4 separate regions of the Danio rerio genome follow, and all the other regions are linked to region 2. The links are chromatin contacts, called in public Hi-C and HiChIP or PLAC-seq maps. All regions are on one chromosome and are shown on one strand. Each heading gives the region's core, a stretch centred on a gene start, on an enhancer-like site or on the middle of the called end of the contact. The rest is flanking DNA. Distances are from core to core; before and after follow the strand shown.

Evidence for each region. A called contact is a pair of places that touch in the nucleus more often than the background predicts. HiChIP or PLAC-seq counts read pairs in DNA pulled down with a chosen protein or histone mark.
Region 1: a Hi-C map of an unstated tissue shows a contact between it and region 2, with 2.0 times the contacts expected there. The contact joins the enhancer-like site here to the promoter of pax2a in region 2. A contact is called at or near these places in 2 of 18 Hi-C or Micro-C datasets (caudal fin and an unstated tissue).
Region 3: a contact with region 2 is called in a Hi-C map of embryo, with 2.6 times the contacts expected there. The contact joins the enhancer-like site here to the promoter of pax2a in region 2. A contact is called at or near these places in 5 of 18 Hi-C or Micro-C datasets (caudal fin, embryo, gastrula embryo and 1 more) and 1 of 4 datasets of contacts at active chromatin or transcription factors (gastrula embryo).
Region 4: an H3K4me3 HiChIP or PLAC-seq map of gastrula embryo shows a contact between it and region 2, with 4 times the contacts expected there. The contact joins the promoter of cuedc2 here to the promoter of pax2a in region 2. A contact is called at or near these places in 1 of 18 Hi-C or Micro-C datasets (an unstated tissue) and 2 of 4 datasets of contacts at active chromatin or transcription factors (embryo and gastrula embryo).

The regions. Positions count from the first base shown.
Region 1 is chr13:32,923,547-32,927,133 of GRCz12tu, forward strand. It overlaps a transcript of cdhr1a not described here. Among named protein-coding and RNA genes, the nearest start is that of chst3a, 17 kb to the left of the region's middle. Within about 2 kb of position 2,320, at least 4 of the 62 cell types and tissues checked have an H3K27ac peak or open chromatin away from gene starts, as enhancers often do.
Region 2 is chr13:33,159,025-33,162,270 of GRCz12tu, forward strand. It overlaps pax2a (paired box 2a), which reads left to right and starts at 1,589. Exons shown (of 10, transcript NM_131184.2): 1 at 1,589-2,135. The coding sequence starts at 2,093.
Region 3 is chr13:33,021,518-33,024,661 of GRCz12tu, forward strand. It overlaps a transcript of cdhr1a not described here. Among named protein-coding and RNA genes, the nearest start is that of chst3a, 110 kb to the left of the region's middle. Within about 2 kb of position 1,279, at least 3 of the 62 cell types and tissues checked have an H3K27ac peak or open chromatin away from gene starts, as enhancers often do.
Region 4 is chr13:33,317,710-33,320,898 of GRCz12tu, forward strand. cuedc2 (CUE domain containing 2) reads left to right here and starts at 1,295. Exons shown (of 8, transcript NM_001017994.2): 1 at 1,295-1,496; 2 at 1,584-1,727; 3 at 1,828-1,889. The coding sequence starts at 1,423.

The DNA of each region.
Region 1 (3,587 bases), core at 1,070-3,569, 230 kb before region 2:
AAATCTCTGTTCATAGCAATACAGCTTGTTCATTGAACATCCATCTGTTAATATTACGCATACTTTTTTAAAAATATAATTGCACTTTATAACTTATACCTGTATCCTGCACTTGCTATTATTGCTCTTCTGGTTAGACCTAAACTGCATTTTGTTGTACTTGTATATGTGTAATGACAATAAAGTTGAATCTAATCTAATATAATATAGATTACGTTGTTATGCCAGTATGGTGACGTGACTGCTAAAATGTATTATTTTATAAAAAATGAATGAAACCGTCTCTATGACAATGTGATTGAATCATATCATAAGGGATATGGTATCTCTAGACAAAAAAATAAATAAATAAATATGAATAAATAAATAATTAACACAAATCATGATTCTCACTGTTTGGCTTTATGATGAATTTACTGTGCTCGACAACAATTCAAAGTTAAAATATAAAATAAATTTATTTTCTTTGTGGCTTTGGAAAGTTTCATGTATACGGGCTACAATGTTGTAAAAATAATTCCCATATCCACCTATTCCACTGAAGTCACATTGTACAGAAACCTATAATTGTCTAAGCACATGCTTTCCTGTAGTCCACCATTGTGTTTTGGTTGTCAAGTACTCACACATACAGGTACCTGTAAACTGAACGGTTGATACACTTCTTTTTTTTTTTTTTTTTAGCTGTTTTTAAGATTTTTTTAATATTTTCAGGGCCCCAAAAACAGCTGTTGAGTATATAAATGACCAAAAAGGCAAATCAAATTTCCCTTTATAGTTGAAAACTAATATAAATTGCAAAAATAACCTTTGGCTAAAATGTCCCACATTGAGAAAAAAGCCACAAAAATTTGAGATAAGGTGGCAAAAAAGTAAACCATTAGTGCTATTGTGTTGAGATTTTGTTTTAAGCCTTTCAGTTTATTTTTGTAATTTCTATAAGGTTGGCACAGTGGCGAAGTGGGTAGCACTGTTGCCTCACAGCAGCCTCCGGTTTCCCCTAAAAGCCTAAAGACATGCTCTACAGGTGAATTAGGTAAGCTAAACTGTCTGTAGTGTATGTGTGTATGTCCTGGTCCTCCAGATTGGGGGTTGAGAGTTGGGCTAATATTTCACCTCGTAAAAATTAGATGTTACAAAACACTAACATGTTGCAGCTAAATACCAACTTCAATAGAAACAGCCCTGGGAGTAAGAAAGTAATCTTTCTATTACGAAATACAGAGATGCACTGATACCGATACTGGTATTGGGTCCGATACTGAGCTCATGTAATTGTACTTGTAAAAAACACACCAATACCAAAGACCAATATCCAGTATGCCTAAAAAAGGCAAAAAAGCTAACTGTTCTATTGTGTTTAGATGTTTTTTAAAGCCTTTTAATTTATTTTATTAATTAATTCCATAAGCAATTCTGTTATGAACTTTGCAGCCAATCAGAAGTGTTTAGATTAGTCGATGTCAAAAATGCCAGAGATAAAAGACATCACAAATATACAGTTAAGGTATACAGTTGAAGTCAGAATGATTAGATATTTTCAAGACATTTCCATGGTATACAGCTTAAAGTGACATTAAAAGGCTTAACTAGGTTACTTAGGTTAACTGGGCAGGTTAGGTAAATTAGGTTACTGTGTAACGATGGTTTGTTCTGTAGACTATCAAAAAAATAGAGCTAATAATTTTGACCTTAAAATGGTTTTTAAAATATTAACTTTTATTCTAGCCGAAATAAAACAAACAAGACTTTCTCCAGAAAAAAAAAATTATTTGACATACTGTGAAAATTTCCTTGCACTGTTAAACATCATTTGGGAATTTAAAAAAATAAATAAATAAAAAATAAGATAGGGGCTAATAATCCTGACTCCAACTGTATTAAGTTAATAAGGTAATTAAACAACTGTTTTATGAATAAATGCAGACACACAACTCACCTCAATTACTGTTTTGTATACCGACACAGGGCTGAATTAAAAAGACTAATTTTTCACAAAACCCCATATAACAAGCAGCCTGTCTGGAAAACAACATCAGAAGAAACCAAACTTCCTGATTTATCATGTGTGTAAAGATCCTGAGATTGATATGGTCTTCATTACACAGTAATCTTTATTGAGCTGTCTTTTCATGACTGCTGCTCGGACTGACACTTGTGTCTATGGCTGTGTTCTTTTAATTAAGCAAACTGGGAGAAGTAAAAGAGATGCTTGGCAGCCTGTCAGGAAAATGGCATGTCAGGTCTATTATGGTGGCTCTCAGGAGTGGCGTGCTGTCCGTCATCTATGTGTTCTGGCTGTGGACCTTTCCCTTTGGATTCCACTGTAATGTGAGACGGTGGACATCTGCGTCTGGCTGAATGAGGAAGAGCTTTACACAGCTCTCTGATAATATAAAGCCCCTATCATTTACACGAGCTTTCCTCTGCCATTGTGCCGCAGAAAGCTGCAGCTCGTACATTGAAAAAAGGACTTGTAGGTACTAGGGGAGTTGTATCGCAAGTTTGAAAGAAAAAGAAAATAAACAAAATATAACTGATGGCAATGCCTAAAAAAGTTGGTTCCTTTTTACTTTTTCATCAGTTGTGAAATTTGAATATTTTTTTGTTTGTTTTTTTCTAATCTTTACATACTTCTAAAACATCTAGGTGTTTTAGATATTAAACCTCATTCTTAATCTAAACTAAAAAAAAATAAATAAATACAAAATATTTATAAATTTGTGTGGTCAAGTGAGATCAAGTTTAAAATAAAAAAAATCAAGATAAAAAAATATGAATAAGAATAAAGCTGATGGAAATGCCTAAAAATTAGAGAAAAGTTAAATAAATTATAGGAAACAAAACAATACAACACAACACAAACCTCAAAAACAACAAAAAACTAAGACAAAAAACAATAATTTTAAATAATGCGTAGATCGAAAAATAAATTAAACAGTTGGTGTATTATTAATTTTTTTATCAATTGTGAAAATGGAATGTTTTTGTTTTTCTAATCTTTAAAACATCTAGAAGGTGTTTGATTTTGGATTTTGCTGGTACTTTTGTTTTCAGTTTCTTTTGGTCTAAATAAATATATATACAGTATATGTTACCTCATTCTTTATCTAACTAAAAAAGAAAAACAAAAAATATTTATACATTTTTGTGTGGTCATGTGAGGTCAAGTTTAAAAGAAAATAAAGAAAGATTAAAAATAAATAAATAAATAAATAAATAATGATGGAAATGCCTAAAAAGTAAAATAAACAAAAACAAAACTAACACAACACAAACCTCAAAAACAAAAAAAAAAAAGCTCAAAAAACAAGCCTTTAAAAAATGTGTTGAGCAAAAATCAAATTGAACAGTTGGTGCACTTTATAATTTTTTCATCAGTTGTGAAAATGCTATTTTTTTCTAATCTTTACACTTTCTAAAAGATCTAGAATGTGTTTAATTTTGGATTTAGCTGGTACTTACTTCAAAATAAAAATTACCTGATTAAAAATTTCAAAACTAATACAGACAATACTACTACTACTACTACTACTACTACTACTACTACTACTACTACTACTACTACTCCTACTACTACTAATAAT
Region 2 (3,246 bases), core at 339-2,838:
TGTTAACTGTTTAAATATATTTTACAGGGAGGGAAATTAAGATTTTAATTTTACATTAATTTTTTTACAACTAATTTTTAGAATTTTGTAGAAGTGACAAAATGCAAACATGATTAACAGGATTTAAAAGCTGATTTAACTTATAGATTATTTTTCTTGAAATACTTAAAAAAAGAAATTATACATATAAATAATATTTATAAATGATAATTTATTATATATGAATATAATGTGATTTATAATAGGCTATATCCTTAGATGATAGATAGATAGATAGATAGATAGATAGATAGATAGATAGATAGATAGATAGATAGATAGATAGATAGATAGATAGATAGATAGATAGATAGATAGATAGATAGATTAAAGTTCGAAAATGCGAAGCGTCAAGTGAAGAATATAGGTTCAGTCACTAATCAACTAGGCATAGCATAAACAAACTGACAAAACCAACAACCATCGATCTCAGTTCTCAATGTTTTTTTCTTAAAACCTACATCTGTGCTTAGTAAAAAATGAAAAAGTAAGAAAAAGCAAACAAAAATTGCACATTTCGAACACACATTAAGTTAATCTCGTCATCAACAATCAAGTATTTTGCTGGATATCCATCAAACTAACTTCAAGAATCTCCTACAGTCAAATAAAGCAAACTAAGCAGCGCCATCTACAGAAATACCTAAAATACAGCAGCCTAAACTGAATGTTTAAGGCAATCTTTTCACAATAACATCCGACAGGTCAGCAAACTACGTAGCACTGTTTTATAGTATCAAAAGCGGCGGTAATGCAATAAAGTCTCTATTGTCAGATAGTTGTCAAATGCTCAATCAAATCTTAAGCAAAAATTGAGATTAGACTATATATTTATATGTTTATTTCTACGCGCGTTTAATTACACTCTGTAGTAGGCTATTTTAACATTTTTGTATTTCCTAAAACAGCATATAACCTTTTCAGAAAAATAAATGACGAAGGCCAATAGACTGACAGTTTAATAATAACTATTTTACGCGTTATAATTAATTACAACCCATATTCGGAGGGAAATCAACATAAAAACATCCGACATCAATACCTATAAACGAAAAAAAAAACACACAGAATAAAAACAAACAATAATACGAAGACTAAATAATTTCTTGCATTTAACAAGCCTCGATTTGACAACGTTGTAGGCTACTACTAATTAACGACACAAAATGCATTTAGTTTTTACGTTTATGATTCAAACATGATTCATTTATGTAGTTTGACAACATACAGTTTAGAAATACCACGATGGCTGGCCGTTGGTGGTACCGCTTCCTTTCCACTTGTCTTTTAATTTCCTCGATTTTTTAACCCATCTCTCCTCATTTCCCTGTTTGCATCCCTCCCCTTCCGAAGTGTCAGATGAAGAGACCTCCTCATTTGGTGCTCCAGCTTTTTGCGTTGGCGAATCACAAAGTGTTGGAATCTATTGCCTTTGTCTGACATGTCATCCATCTCTATGCGAGGGGGGATCTGGGAAGGAGGGGGGCGGTGGACTGCAGCTTTTAGAAACAGACACACTGAGAAGAGGGGTTTCAGTCTCAGCCCAAAGCTTCTAACAGGCACATCCCATTCTTGAAGAGAGGGGGACTGAGAGACACTCGCCGTGTCCATGTTTTTTCCTGTCATTCCCGCACGAATCTGACTGTACCCCTCAGACTGTTCAGACCAGAAACGCTTCTCCACATCGAGGAATTTACACTGCAGTTTCACCAGAGGACACTGGAGCAGACGCAACCACTAATGCTTGCGGTCCCTTAAATATGTAGCTAACAAATTTTTACTCAACGACTGATTACGCTAACGTTCCTGCGTGAAAGATTTTTGAGAGACCAGTGCAGGACATGATCTGCACCTGACCAGCCTCGTGTCTTCGTTGAATGGACTGATCAGCACGAGATAAAGTTCGTCGCGCGTTGAACAACTTCTTCTGTACACTGGCATTGGAAGCACCGGGCTTTGAACGGATAGCGATCTTTATTAATTTCAATTATAGCTACATAATCAAGGCGAGACGGCGACCTCAGTCGATTATCTTTCCTTCCTTTGCTATCCCATGGATATTCACTGCAAAGCAGACCCCTTCTCGGCGATGCACCGTAAGTAAAATAACAGTTTTTTTTCTTCTTAACAAATCTGTAATTTAGCATAAATAAAATATATATATTGTTTAGCTTTTACGTTGAGCTGGCTTTGTAAAACCATAGGCTTACATGTGCGCGTTATTTTTTTCAAAGGTCTTACAAGAAATTTATTAATGATTGTTTTAATAATTTATTTACATAGTACGGTAAAATACGGAAAGTACTCAGCTTAAAAATACACGTGTCCGCTGGTTACATTTCACAGCAATTTAGCCGTTTATGAAAAAAGTAGTTGAGAAAGTCAATTATTATATACAGCGTAATATTAGTTTAATTTAATTTACAATTCTCAATTTTATGTAAAACATCAGTGATTCGCGCGCATTTCATGAGCAACAACATAAGTCATATTTTTAAACTATCATGTTTGGATAAATGACTACTGCCTACATGGGTAAAAATAGATTTAGCTACTGAAAAATAATACAATAAAAAATCTGAAATTGGCAAAAAGCATTACATTTGAGACCCGATGTCTCCAAATGCAATGTAAAAATATTTAAAATAACCTATATTAAAAAGCACTGCTTTAAAAATGTAAAGCGCAAAATGTACATGAAAATAAACTTGCATACAATTTAAAAACGAAAGAGAAAAAGGATTTCTGATAGGCATAATAATAATAGCAATAATAATTTAAATTCAGTTATTTATGCGATATTTGTTAAAAAGCACGTCATTGTAACAAGATGACGGAAGGCCTGGGTCTAATTTAAATAATTAATTCTTAATTATTTTGTAGTAGCCTACTCCATGGTTGTAATATGAGTTATCAAAGCTCTTTTTAATTATTTACAATAATTGTGCAAGGAAAATTAAACAGGTTGAAACATAATCTATGCGACATGTGTTTGGCTGCAATGGAATAGTAGAGGAAAATAGTACCTAACTGCAGCGGCTCTTATGACTAGAATAGCACATGACGTTTTACCAGTGTTTACAATCATGAGCGCGCTTAAAAAAGAAGGTTATGGAAAAAAAATACAGCATATTATTATTATTATTATTATTATTATTATTATTATTATTATTATTATTATTATTATTATTATCATCAGTATTATTT
Region 3 (3,144 bases), core at 29-2,528, 140 kb before region 2:
ATTTTTGTTGAATTTATATATATATATATATATATATATATATATATATATATATATATATATATATATATATAGCCCCCATTTATTTTTTACGTTTAATGGAGAAATGATTTTTTTCAACACATTTGTAAACAATAGTTTTAATAATTTTCATTTAATATGAATATATAAATATGAATAATATTCATTTAATAACTGATTTATTTTATCGTTGCCATGATGACAGTAAATAATATTTAACTAGATATTTTTCAAGACACTTCTATACAGCTTAAAGTGACATTTAAAGGCTTAACTAAGTTAATTAGGTTAAGGCAGGTTAGGGTAATTAGGCAAGTTATTGTATAATGATGGTTTGTTCTGTTGACTATCGAAAAAATAGAGCTTAAAGGGGCTAATAAATTTGACCTTAAAAGTGTCAAGTTTGGTGTTTGTAAGTGCTTCTGAAGTGAATATGTATAGCTCAGTGGCAGTGCATTTTGAGAAAGCTCATTTTGAGAAAACAGCCTTTAAAATATGTACTGTAATTGAAATTTACAAACACAAATTGCTAAAGTGCATTAAATACACTTGACACTATTTTGAATGTTCTCTTTCTGTTAAACTGAATAAAGCCTTTATGAAAAACCCAATCTAGCAGGTGCATTAAAAAACTGTATTTTAAACTGCTGTGTCTCGCCTTAACATAAGTTCAAATACTTTTCCACTTCTGCTTATTCACTGCGACTGATAATCTTTGCTAATCCTTTCCTCCACTTCAAGGATCCTCTCGGCACAATCAGCACCAGCAATGCAAACAGTGGAATGACCCTCTGCCGAAAAACCCAGCAAATCAGCCAGAAAGCCAGCAATATGTGCCAAGAGCCTAATACAATGTATTCATCTATTTTAACCGTATGCATTTTGTTCCCTCTGTTACATTAAAAATTTCCGCTTCAAGGACGGTATTAATGTTCAGCCATGCCCACAGGGACCGGGCGGCATGTTGCACTGGGACGTATTCAAGACTGGAACGTCCCAGCATGCCGTTTGATGGTGTCACGAGGTTAGATAGGCAACGCTGTGGGCACGGGTTTAAGCTGTATTCCAGCGACTGTTTAAAAGGCGACCCCCAACTCTTTTTGACTTAACCTTTTTTGGAAAGCACTGGACAAAAGCCATCGTTTCCTCTGAGATATCCTGTTAAAGCTATTCTGGAGCCGTCCGACCGTGGGCCTCCCTCAAAGAGACGGGTAACATTATTCAGCTTCCTCCTTCTGATCCTCGGCCTACAACAAACCATGTAATCCACAGCTCAGTGGCCAAAGAGAAAGAGCGGGCACAGAATGTCCCTGTCACATGCTGCAGATGGGACCGGTTGAGGCAACAGCGCAAGAGTTTTAAAGGAGAACAGGGTTGGGTCTGAGACTGCCAAAGAAAGTTGTAAGAAAAAAAAAAGCCAAAATGTTTTACAATCAATTGGATTTTTAAGAATTTATTTATTTTAAATGTCATTTTCTCCAAAGGAACTTACAATTGAGGAGGCATTCAGCAATTCAACAAGAAGAGGCAATACACACAAGAAGTGATAATTATACAAAGAAACTGTTAGTGCTAATATTGTGATTATGAAGAAATAGTACTACAGAGTAAAAAATGTAATGAATAGAAATTAGTACAACATTGTATTGACTGTACTGAGGGTCAATGAATTCAATATTTGATTTTTTAATATCAAGTAAAAGTCAAAGTCAGCTTTATTGTCAATTCAGTCACATGTACAAGACATATAGAGAATCGAAATTGCGTTACTCTCAGACCCAAGGTGCTTAACATTAATATTGTTAAGTATTGGAAATTAAATATTGTCAATTACATTTTTATTTTAGCAAGATGTATAATAAATAAATTATTTGTACTTAAGGCTAAAAAACAATAAAAAGTAATAAATTAACTTAAAGGCGTTTTAAAAATAATATAAAAAATGCATTAATTTTTAGTATTCCAGGTAACGAACGATATCGTTAAAAGGTTTGAGGTCAATTTAGAAGTTTACTTGTATTTTTTATTTAAAAGTAAAATATAACTAACTATTAAAAATAATGCTTAAAAATGCATTGTACAAATATGCAGAACAGCTGTAATACATATTGTGTATTTATCTATGGCTTCATTTATCTTATTTTTAATGTAATTATTTATTTGCACGGACTTTACTTAAGGGTCTCAAACCATAAAAAAAGTAATGCAAACTCTTAAAAAACAGAACGTAGTAATAAAATAATTTTAATATTAAAAAAAACATTTTTTTTTTTAAAAAGGGAAATAATCATGCATTATAGATGTGACCAAAAAGCTTGCAAATTTACAGTACTTTGCAGACATTCTGTGAATAAATCTGCACAACCCAAAAGAAACATTGATAATCTAAAGAATATAAGTTGGCCTGCTACAGCACAAACATGACTGATTTTCTTTTATTTAACATTTTTGCGTTCATGAGAAAAAATCTTTCATTATGAATGTGACACCTCTTCGTTATGGATGTGATAGATGTCAAATTGCCACTTGTGTGACTTTGTCAATATTTTTAAACAATTATATTCGATTTACCAGAGACATTGAGTATTTTTACAGAACTGTAAGACACAAGCCTACACAATAAAGTGCCGCTATTTCAGTGGAAACCTAATTTTTTTCATGGTAAGGTTGACATTTGCATGGAATTGCTCATAAGCAGATTTTGAAGTTTAGAGTCAAATTTGGCAAAATTTGAATGATTTATTAATTGCATTTCATGAAAGTATAAAAATTATTACAAATTAAAAGAATCTTTTCTGAAAGAGGTATAAAATATTAGTGATTAAAAATGAAGATATATAAACAGTGTTTACTTTAAGTACATTCCGTCCATTCTTTCCTAATAAATGGTTTGGAAATAATAATAACACACAAAATAATAATCATAATAATTATAATCATAACAACAACAACAACAATTAAAATATATAATAAAAGTCTTTAAACCAAATGGACCTGCTGGCAAGCCCAGCCATTCACCTGAAAACGACAAAGGTCTTTGTCTGCGGTGATCCGGAGGGCTGGAGCCCCACAGATGCAACATAGGGCCTGCATTAGCAGCAGCCTGAAACAGGCTGGCCTGAG
Region 4 (3,189 bases), core at 45-2,544, 160 kb after region 2:
AATTTAGTTGAAATGTTGTAGTTTGTAATTTGTTTTATTTTTTGCAATATTTTGCATTAATTTAAATGTATCTTTCCATTTCTAAAGATGTTCTGTGACTAAAATATTCGTTTAATAAATATATCTGCTTAATAAATCTGTTTTATTCAAATGCAGCAATATTTATAACTCATATTCACTGAGAAAGAGATAAAAATATTTATTTTTAAAATATGGTGTACTCCAATAACATGAAAACTGTGCATTAAACTTTATTTAGTCTTTACTTGCTATTGGTAACAATAAAAAAAAATGCCTCAAGCAACTTTGGTCTTTGATTGTGGATGATATGTGGCATAAAACAAATGTTCTATTAAAATATATTGCAATTAGTCAGCATAACAATCATCACACTATTACTTTCCAATTATCTAAAGAAGCACAAAATAATGCAAAAAACATTCATGTGATGCATCAGCAGGTAGAAACAAACTATTTCCCAAGGTATTCTCCAAGGTAGTGTGGATCTCGACTATAGACATAACGCCTAATACGCAGTATCCTACAGCAGGACAGTGTATAGGTAGGATAAAATGCTTTCGTCGACTCTCTGAATGCAATCAAAACAGTGACACGAGGGTGTGTTTACATTAAAGCGGACGTGACGTCGTAGGTTTTGAACCTCAGCGACCGCGCGTAGGGCTAATGAATTAGCTAAACGTTTTACGATTTATTGTCAGCTTGCCAACACAGGCTGTCGATTTGTACATCAGGATTTTTTAAATTCTTGTTTTCCATCAGTGCGGTTTCATCCAGAGGTGAGGTGCACATCGAGAGGCCTTTTGCGCATGTTACATGACTATGCTAAGTTAGCCATCGGCTACCCCACTGAGCACAGATAAACAAACCGTGCTACCAGTATCACATGTGTCTATCTGACTATTAGAGAACGGATGTCAAATATCTACTGTATTTCTAAAATGTTATCTACAAAACCGCGTCTTTAAACGCGTTATTAAAAAGCCGGCTGCTTTTCCACAGTTTGTGGAGATCGCCTGCAAAACAAACCGTGTTTAGACTAACGTTACTTACTGTCTTTCCAATACATATAACACTTTAAAACTACACGAAATCTGCATACAGTTTGTTTAAATGCCGCACAACAAACCGTGTTTAGATTGTTTGGACTTTGCATGAGAAAGTAGTTGGATGCAAGTTTTTGCAGGATATGAAACTGTCATTAACTCTAACGTTATTCGACTACTGTTCAACTTCACGTTGATATGTTATATAATCGCATATTGTGCATTTCCAACACGCTGTTGCGGTATAATTGTCGTGTTAGTTTGGTTTGACAATGTACTTACCTCTCACGTGGATCTCTGACCAACTGTTACTCCCTGTTGTTGACTCTTCTCGTTTTTTTATCCAAATGCAGGCAGGATGGATCTCCAAAAAATAATCCACGACGCGCTGTACGACTTCATTTTGTCATATATTCCTCACGCCGATCTGAGGTGAGGGCGTGTCACTTCGTACGTTTAATGAAAGGTTTTTCCGTTATTTTGTGTGTGGAAAAATAACGTCTGTTTTGTTTAAAACAGTACTCTGGATGATGTCATTCTGTCTTACATCACCGGGGTGCTGGAAGATTTGGGGTCTCAAGAAAGTGTCGAGGAAAACTTTGATGTAGAGGTGTTTGTTGAAATGCTGGAGGCCTACATCCCTGGTTTCTCTGATATCGACAGGTAATTTGGGAAAATGACTTGTAAATGTAGAACTACTGAGATTTACAATATTTTGCCATTACAATTTGATGCGTTTGACTATTTAATGTTTGTCTTGAAGTGTCAAAGTTTGCGAGATGATGTTTAATCTGGCAGCGAAGTTGACTTCAGCCAGGGACACAGGTAATTTCCTCTTTTTCATCAATAAAACAGTAATAATATTTATTATTATAATAAAGCTTTTGAATTATATCAAGATATTGAGGTAAAGTTGGTTATGTATTTGTAAATTCGTTCATTTTATCCCTATATAGTTTACCACACCAATTTGAATATTTGATCTTATGTCACATTAAAGTATGACTTCCAAACAGCAATAACACTATAAAGTTAACTATGAACAATGTTGTACATTAATAGTTCATGGCTGCTTATATTATTTCTCTGTTTATAATTTACAAATAATTCATTAATTCGATTTCTTTTTGGCTTAGTCCTATTAATTATCTGGGGTTGCCACAGTGGAATGAACTGCCAACTTATCCAGCATATGTTTTACGCAGCAGATGCCCTTCCAGCTGCAACCTATCACTGGGAAACACATTTACACTCTCACATTCACACACATACACTACGGACAATTTAGCTTACCCGATTCACCTATTCTCTGCATATGAGTGGGTGTAGCCATTTGAATCTTTTTGGCTCGAGACCTCCAGTCTCATTCACTTCCATTAATTTTTAGAGGTTAAAAGCAGCTCGTTATGCTACTTGATGTTGCAAACTGATCCTTTCTTATTTTATTATTCTACTTTTTATGTATCGTAATGCAAACACTTGTTTGTAGAGCGAGTAGTTGGATCGTTTTCTGCCGTTTATTATTCCTAGTCATTTCTCCCATAGGCAACTGAATCTGAAGTTCTAAAACTATCACAAAAACGAGCGCACTTCCGCATTGAAGAATAAGGTCAATAGCGCATGTCTTCGTACTTCTTGGGGAACACAGAGCACCCAGAGGAAATCCACGTGAACACGGGGAGAACATGCAAACTCCACACCGAAATGCCAACTGATTAAGTCGAGGCTCGAACCAGCGACCTTCTTGCTGTGAGGCAATTGTGCTACCCACTGCGCCACCGTGATGCCCAATTTGTAAATAATACTTTTCTGAAATTATATAAGGAGAGAGTCTGAGTGTGCAAATATAAAACCAACTTTACCTCAGTGATGGTGATCACCATCTTCCCTCTGTAGACATTTAAGAATTGTTTTTAAAATATTCTGTTGAAATGCAAAAAAGCATTATTTTATTAAAAATCTGCTAATTTGCATACATCTCTAGTAAACACTGATCAACGCGATGTTTGAAATTCTTGTTTTCCTTTCATTTATATATTGACATGTATAAATGTAAAATCATTTTACAGTCACTACATAAATCAGAAACTGAAATACTCTGATCAGACAGCAAAAAATGTTTATA